Linked DNA regions of Mus musculus: region 1 is linked to region 2. Evidence: chromatin contacts called from public promoter capture Hi-C data. All regions are on one chromosome and are shown on one strand. Each heading gives the region's core, a stretch centred on a gene start, on an enhancer-like site or on the middle of the called end of the contact. The rest is flanking DNA. Distances are from core to core; before and after follow the strand shown. Region 1 holds the start of 1500011B03Rik (RIKEN cDNA 1500011B03 gene). Region 2 holds the start of Aym1 (activator of yeast meiotic promoters 1).

Evidence for each region. Promoter capture Hi-C pulls out the DNA fragments that hold promoters and counts their contacts.
Region 1: a contact with region 2 is called in a promoter capture Hi-C map of embryonic stem cells, with 128 times the contacts expected there. The contact joins the promoter of 1500011B03Rik here to the promoter of Aym1 in region 2. A contact is called at or near these places in 1 of 39 promoter capture datasets (embryonic stem cells), 6 of 484 Hi-C or Micro-C datasets (the G1E-ER4 cell line, embryonic stem cells and myocytes), 4 of 115 datasets of contacts at active chromatin or transcription factors (embryonic stem cells and stem cell-derived neural progenitor cells) and 1 of 9 other capture datasets (embryonic stem cells).

Annotation. Positions count from the first base shown.
Region 1 is chr5:114,812,273-114,816,194 of GRCm38.p6, reverse strand. 1500011B03Rik (RIKEN cDNA 1500011B03 gene) reads left to right here and starts at 2,219. Exons shown (of 2, transcript NR_027817.1): 1 at 2,219-2,415.
Region 2 is chr5:113,355,000-113,359,160 of GRCm38.p6, reverse strand. Aym1 (activator of yeast meiotic promoters 1) reads right to left here and starts at 1,867. Exons shown (of 1, transcript NM_001012726.2): 1 at 1,340-1,867. The coding sequence starts at 1,644. The coding sequence ends at 1,507. It also overlaps 1700016C19Rik.

The DNA.
Region 1 (3,922 bases), core at 970-3,469, 1.5 Mb before region 2:
GGTAATGATGAAGGCAAGGGAATTCCAGGCTATAAAGAGCCCATTGGCTCAATCACCTTATTTACAGCTCTCAAATCTGTTAATAGTCCCCATTTTCCAGGTTTCTTCTTAGTGACAAATATAGGAGAACGCCAAAGACTGATTGGTTGTCCCCTGTGTTGAACGTTTTGCTGCTTCTGCAGCAGCTGTCCTAGTGCCTCTAAGTGTTCTGATATCAAAGGCCAATGTTCCACCCATGCACGTTTGTCATGTAACCATTTTAAAGTTAAGGCAGTTGGTGTCTTTGAAAGTCCAACAGCTGTTGTGTCCTGCTTATATATGACATTATGGCTGTACTTGAAAATACCTTCTAGTATTATTCTCAGAAGTGTTTATTTTCTGGATTGTTTCTGAGATGAAAGGAATGTTAATCTGTATTTTCCATTGCTGCAACAAATCACTCGCCATAATTTCATGGCTACGTTAGCCACAGATGGCTTTAATTCTCCTATTTGCCTTCTGGTCCTACACACTCGACCCATCTTGCACCTCTTCATCTGAGATAAAGTTCCAACCTCCGGAAGGTGAATATGTAGCTCCTGAAGAGGCCAATCCGGATGCCAAGATTTTGGTGACATTATAGTCTCATCTGCTTCTGTGTCTACTCAATCTTCAATGCCGTTTAGCTTAGAAAACACGAAAATAGTTATTCAACAAATAGGCAGAGCCGGGCGTGGTGGCACACGCCTTTAATCCCAGCATTCGGGAGGCAGAGGCAGGTGGATTTCTGAGTTCGAGGCCAGTCTGGTCTACAGAGTGAGTTCCAGGACAACCAAGGGCTACACAGAGAAACCTTGTCTTGAAAAACCAAAACCAAACCAAACCAAACCAAAAAAACCCAAATAGGCAAATGTACATCCCACTTATATGATAATGACCTATTGATATGGAATAGATAAGTATGCAGGGGCCAGAAATAAAATGGGTCACTAGGTGATGGGGACAGGGGAGATAGTTGTGTTATGGTCTAATGGGCTTGGAGTTTCTGTTTGAGATGATGAGAAGGTTCTGGAAATGGTCTATATGTGTTGGTTTATATTTAGCCTAATACAGCTGAATTGTATTAAAAAGTAGCTAAGGATTTCTGAGTTCAAGGCCAGCCTGGTCTACAAAGTGAGTTCCAGGACAGCCAGAGCCATATAGAGAAACCCTGTCTTGCTATAAAACTAAAAAAAAAAAAAAGTAGCTAAAATGATTAATTTTACGTTATGTCACCATCATAGCAAGAGTGAGATCAGCCAGTATGATTTTAAGATTGTATAAAAGGGGCTACGAGATGGTCAGCGGTTAAGAGCATTTACTGCTCTTCCAGAGGACCTGGGTTCAGTTCCCAGCACTTACACGGAGGTTCACAATTATCTGTAACTCCCGTTCCAGAGGAACACACACTACTTCTAGCCTTCACCAGCTCCAGGCACCCATGCAGTGCACACACACATGCAAGCAAAGCACTCATGTACATAAACTAAACCTTAAAAATGATTGTATAGGCTAGGCATGTTAGTGCATGCCTTTAATCCCAGCACTCGGGAGGCAGAGGCAGGCAGATCTGTATGAATTTGGGGCACTTGAGAGGCAGAGGCAGGCAGGATTTCTGAGTTCTGGGTCAGCCCGGTCTACAGAGTGAGTTCCAACAGGCAGGGCTACACAGAGAAACCCTTTCTCAAAAGGAAGCAAAATACATACATAAAACTTACACTTTTCAGGCTGGAGAGATGGCTCAGCAGGTAAGAGCACTGACTGCTCTTCTGTAGGACCTGAGTTCAAATCCCAGCAACCACATGGTGGCTCACAACCATCTGTAGTGATTTCTGACGCCGTCTTCTGGTGTGTCTGAAGATGGCTACAGTGTGCTTATATATAATAATAAATAAAGCATTTAAGAAAATATTGTTTAAAATAACTTACAGTTTTCAAAAATGAGATTACGGTGTCTCTTTCTTCGGACTGCATTGACTAATACGAAAATGTATGAATGTATGAATGTGTAAAGCAAAGCCTTCCACGGGGAAGCCCGACGCGAGCGCTTGCCACAGCTTTGGAACCCTCTGCGCAGAACCATAATTCACCACCCCACCCCCGAAGTTGGTCGGGATGGCTCCTCCCCTCGCCCCCCCACCCGCCCTGTTTCCGTGGCAACTGCGCGAGCGGAGTGGGCGGACCTCGGAAAAACGGCAACGTCTAGGGGCGGGGCTTAAGGCGGAAGCGGCGTCCCCGCGCTCCGTGCAGTGCGGGTTTCAGTGATGCTGCGCTCAGGATGGATGCGGCTGTTGCCCATGCTCTGCAGCCTCCTGCTAGGGCGAGCCGAGGCCCCGAGCCCGGGGGTGCCGCCGGAGCAAAGCCAGCCCTACGCGGTGTTGCGGAGGCAGAGCCTGGGTAAGCGGTGCGGTGGGGAGGGTGCGCGTTTGCAGCCGGATCCGGGCGTGGGGAGCTTGTGCGGGGCGCAGGCCGGCCTAGCCTCTGGTTGTGGGAAGCCAATAAACGCCATTACAAGATGGCGCTGATTTCAATAAGCCGACACCTATGAATATGGGTAAACAATGTGCCCATGTGCAGTAGAGTTTTCTTTCAGCCAAGTCACTGCCTGGCCTGAGGCATGTAAATGAGGTACTGAAAGCATAACCAATCTGGTGTAGACACGCCTATCCTAGGCCTATATAAGCAGCACTGGTTTTTGGCCTGGGGTCTTTCGCTTTTACTATCAAGCTCTCCCAATAAATGTGTGCAGAAGAATCCTGTTGTGTTGTTCTTCTTGCTGGCGAGTTGGGCCTCTACAAGTGGTGATTCTCATATCGCCTCAGGGTTATTGTTAGTGAATCAAAGAGTGGATGTTTTACAACATAACATGGAACAGATGATGGATGTCCTACAAATGAGTTGTGTGGCATCAACCCTGCATATGTGCATTACTCCCATTAGGTATGTTAATATTCTTTTATTAAACGTACAGATTTATCGAATTATCTGAAGGGGAACTGGTCGCAGGAGCTGGACAGGTTGCACACGGAGCTGCAGATACAGATCCTGAACCTTAATTGAACCAGAGTGGAACTAGTGACCCTTGGAGGCTTTACCTCTTGGCTTACCTCTGCATTTTCTCACTTTAAGGAATGGGTGGGAGTGATTTTGTTTATGAATATGTTTACCCATGAATATGGGTAAACAACCAATGTGCCCATGTGCAGTAGAGTTTTCTTTTAGCCTAGTCACTGCCTGACCCGAAGCATGTAAATGAGGTACTGAAAGCATAACCAATCTGGTGTAGACATGCCTATCCTAGGCCTATATAAGCAGCACTGGTTTTTGGCCTCGGGGTCTTTCGCTTTCACTATCAAGCTCTCCCAATAAATGTATGCAGAAGAATCCTGTTTTGGCGTCCTTCTTGCTGGCGAGTCGAGTGTCTACATCTGGTCCTCAGGAAGCTGCTTTTCCTGGGGTCAGTTCTAGGCTTGGGAGCCAGCGCTTGCACCCCTGTGTGCTGTCTGGCGCACCTGCTGAAGCGAGAACCTGGAGTCCTGGGGGTGTGTGAGCTCCTCTGTTGCTCGCTCTGTGGCTTCAGCCTAGGCAACCGGGCTCATCCTGCATCCCTCATCCGTTCTCAGCGATGGCCATTCATAATTGACAAGTTTTAGCATTTCTTACACAGCAAGGGTTCCTAGATAGCATCGCTGTTTATGGGAATTCTTTTGGGCCTCGCAGAGGGCTAATGAGAAAAGTAGGCCTTTCAACCCTGTTCTGGAGAAAAGGAAAATGAAGCCCAGAGGTAGAGTTGTGTTACTCAGGGGTACTCCGGTAGGAAGTGGTGGATGTCAGTACTTGAATCCGGGGTTTGTGGGGGCTTGAAGGAACTTCAGGGCGGTGTCTATTACACACACGCACACAC
Region 2 (4,161 bases), core at 618-3,117:
CAGGGCGCCTCCAGGCAAGAGAGAGCAGGCTCAGTCTGCCTTCACGTCAGCCCACCTCTCCAGGGAGGAAGCCACACCCTCAACATCCATTCACAACAGCTACACGGTCAGAGAGAACTGACCCGAACGTGACCCCCCATGGCTCAGCCTCACTGCAATTTCCCGTTCCAACCCAGGCTCCTTGAGGAACACCACTCAGCCCACAGCTGTCGCCAAGGTGCAGCCAGCCCTGCAAGGGGGCTCCAGGGAGCCTCCCTGTGCGACAGCTCCAGTTTCAGACCAGCGTGAGGAGTCAGCAGGTAAGTCTTACACCCCTTCCCAGAGTTCCCAAACAGGGTCCCCATCCACGTCCTGCAGTAACTCAAGAGACGCCCGTGAGATGCTACCCACAACTAAGGGCAGCACGAGTGTGTGCCATGCGAGGCTCTCTACAGAGTACAACTCATGTTTATTAGTTGAAAAATTATACAGTAAATTCTGATCGTGGTTTCTGCTCCAGGCATCTCCTCCCAGATCCTCCCGCCTCTTCCAACACCAGACTTCCTTTCTCTTTCTTTTCATAAAACAATGCGGCAAATTTAAAAAAGAAAAAAAAAATTCAAATGAAAAGGAAAAAAAATTAAGACAAAATCAGAAAACATAATATACAAACAAGACTAGTAACACACCGAGGGACACAGGGGAGGAAGGCAAAGGGGAAAAAGAGAGGGGGTGTGGGGAGGGAGGGGGAGAGAGAGCACAAAACACAAATCTCAAACAAAAATATGAGACCAAAAAAACCCTGCCAAGGATGCCATCGAGTTCTTTTCCTGGTGGCCACATGCTGCTGGACACTGGACCTACCCTTAAATGTAGTTTATATACCCAGTGAGACGAAACTGGAGAAACTCCTTTCAGGCCCTTAAAAGACTGGAAGGGTATTTTTTGTTTGTTTGTTTGTTTTTTGGTTAGGAATTGGGGGAGTTCAGTTCCCCCAGTAGATGCTATGAACATATCTGCTTTGACCCTGTGCAGGCCCTGTGCACCAGTTGTTATTTCTGAGCGTGGAAGGTGGCATTTGGGTATCGGCCTCCGCATCATCCTGTTCTTGAAGCAGAGTTCACAGAACCATGGCAGCACACACACAGAGTCTAACTCTTAAACCTGAGAGGCCAGAGAGACCCCAGGCCCGGGGGCTGATTGCAGGATTCTCTTGTCTGGAAATGGAAACTTGAAGTACAAGTAAGAGGATTTACTGGAAATGACATTTAGGCATTTAGTGGCACAAGCAGGGCAGGGCACAGCCAATACACAGATGAGTCTCATTGGCTGTGTGCCAACCTTTTTTTTTTTTTTTTTTAGTTCCCTGACAGCTACAGGCTGGGGGGAGAGCAGGGATTGGGAGGGGGCATGTTTTAGGATGATGTGTGCTCCATTAACTCTTCGTGCTCCAGGAGGATGTGAAGTGGAAATTTGAAGCCCACTTCTTTCCCACCAGGGGCATCGGCTGAGAGCAGAGAGCAGCATTTACTTATTCCCTGAACTACCTGAGCACAGCAACAAGCTCAGTGGAGAATGACCCCGTGCAGTGCGCGTGCTCCTCTCTCTAAGAGATAATGGAACTAGAGCATCCTCAGAAAGTTCTGTGAGAGCACGGGGCTTCATTGCTAGACAGGGAGGGGTGTGTAGACTCACAAGGTTAGCATTTCCTTCTCAGCCCACCCTGGTCCACAGTTCAGTTGCCCTGGCATTTCTGAGTGGTGTCCTCTGTCTTGGTCTCAGTGCTCTGCCCCCCACCCCTGCAGTGGCTTCTCCGGGTGAGGGCAGGAGGACACCCAGGCACTGTTCCCAAAGCTTCTGCAGGACGCAGGAGCTGCTCAGCCAGCAGCTGCCCCTCTGCCGGGCACACAGCTCCGGGGGGGGGGGGGTTGCAGGGGGAGGGGGCGGTGCTGGCAGCTCTGGAGCTGGAGCAGGGAAGAGGGGACCAGTCCTGCTCTAGCTCAGAGCCCTTAGGGAGATTCCCTCCCATCCCACCCCCCACCCCAAGGCCCAGAGGGAAGATCTGCAGCCTTTGAGCACTCCAGTCCCTTATCCCACCCCTACCCTCTTCAGCCTCTCACTCCAGCAACCTGTGTGTGTGAGCTCACATGTGTTTCCTCCGGCATCTGTTACATGGGCCTGGGCAGCATTTTCTGAGCCCACTTCCAGCTTCTTTACTCACAGATTCCAAATATTTGTGCCAACCGTGGGCCACGCATGGCCAAGCCCAATGGCACGCAGGTGAAAGAGAAGGTAGAAGTTGCTTCTAAATTTACACCAAACTTCCAAACTACCTGCTTGTGTCCCGGGCACCCTTTGTCCTTATGGCCTGCCCAGGCTCTAGGGTATAAAAGACCTGTAAAAAGCGATAGCTGCCCCCAGCATCCTTACAGACCCCGCCCCCTGGCTTCCCTTAGCCGGCTGCAATCCCAGAGCTGCCCCTGCTCCAGCTTGCAGGACATCTCAAGGACCCAGTGACATTGCATGGGTGGTTGGTTAGTGTGTTTTCTAGATACCATTCCACGACCCAGCACCCTGGGTTCCTCTCTGCATCCCTGCTGAATTCTGCAGGCCTCCCCACTGGTGAGCCCGCCTCACAGCCCAGTTTGCTGTTTACTGACCTTATTATCTCTGGTAGAGGTGAGAGAGTTTGTAGGCTTGCGCCGCACACACCCGGACGTGTCCAAGACCCTTGCATAAAAAAGACTGCATTCAGAGCCCTGGGAGAATTCAGAAGGGTCCAGAGGGATGGCTGAGCATGCAGACACCGCTGCTAATGGAGAAGGAGCAGGAGTTCCAGTTCAACAGGGACACGGGACACGACTCGGCAGTCATGTGCTCACATCTATCACGTCTGCTAATGAGCTTTCCTGCCCAGGGCTGGGGCTCCATAATAGAGCTCTGAAGACAGCTCCAACCAGAGTTCCAGACCTCGGCTGTGAGCCCTGGCCCCCACTGTACCACCATCCAGAGTAAAAAACTCGACCCAAGGTTTCCCGCCACATCAGAGAAGGGAGGTGCCTCGACTCTCTTCCCCAGTGCCCTTTAGGAAGAGAGGCAGGACACCCTGTTGTTGGTTTCTCTGGTGTCGGACACCAGCAGACACCGTCGTATGCATCACACATGGGGGAAAAGTCTGGGGAGGAGAATGGGAGATTCCTATGCGCACACATGGATGAAGAGATTCTGTCCCACTGTACCTCCTGAGACTGGGTCTGAGAGTCACCACCCTAGACCCAGACATGCCAGGACCCACTGCCCCATGCTCTCCCCTCTCCCTGCCCAGGCTCTTGGGCTCCCTCTCCAATGCCATCATAAGCATAGCAGAGGAGCTTGGAGGGAGAGGGACGCCCCATTCTGGGGCCTTGTAAAGCTGCTGCATCCCATGTCTGGAAGCAAGCATGGCTGCCCTGCCCTCTCGTTCCCCCACACCCCCTTCCAGCCCATCTGCATACTCATGCTCCCACCCTAACTCTCTCAGCTCAAACTGCACCTAGTAAGGCCTGCATCATAGGACCCACACCAGCCTCACCTCCCTAGTGCGAGCGGTTCCTCCCCCCTCGAGTAAAAGAACTCGCCTCTCTCTGCTGGGAAAGACAAAGACACTTGGCATCTCAGGGGACCTCAGCCACAGTGCTTGTCCCAGTCTCCCTCCCATGTGGCAGTGGCACCTGACCCCCTTCTGTGGACTGCATCCCCCCCCCCCCCCCCCGCCCAGAGTTCTCAAACTTACACCATAGTGAGTTGCCACACCCTGCTGCCATCCCTGCCCTCAGGCGCAGGCTCACACCACAAAACAATACAATAAAACTCACAAAACAACACAAAAGTGGTACCAGTCACATGTGCAGCCCTTTTCCTTCATGTAACATAGAAGCTTAGACGGTCCCCACGGCCCTTCCGGGTTCTTAGAGCCTGTGGCTCACTCAGCAGTAAGGGTTCGTCAGAGCCTTCAAAGCTCAGTTTAAAAGTCAGCTCCTCCAAGGGGTCCCTGTGAGTCTTTCTGTCATTCTGAGCCTGTCCTGCTTTTCTAAACAGTGTGCTCGTGCACAGTTTGTCCTGACATATTGTGTCTCCCCCTACCATTTTAAAAATCTCTCTAAATGGGAGTGACCTAAACGTACTACTAGTCAGAGGTCAGAG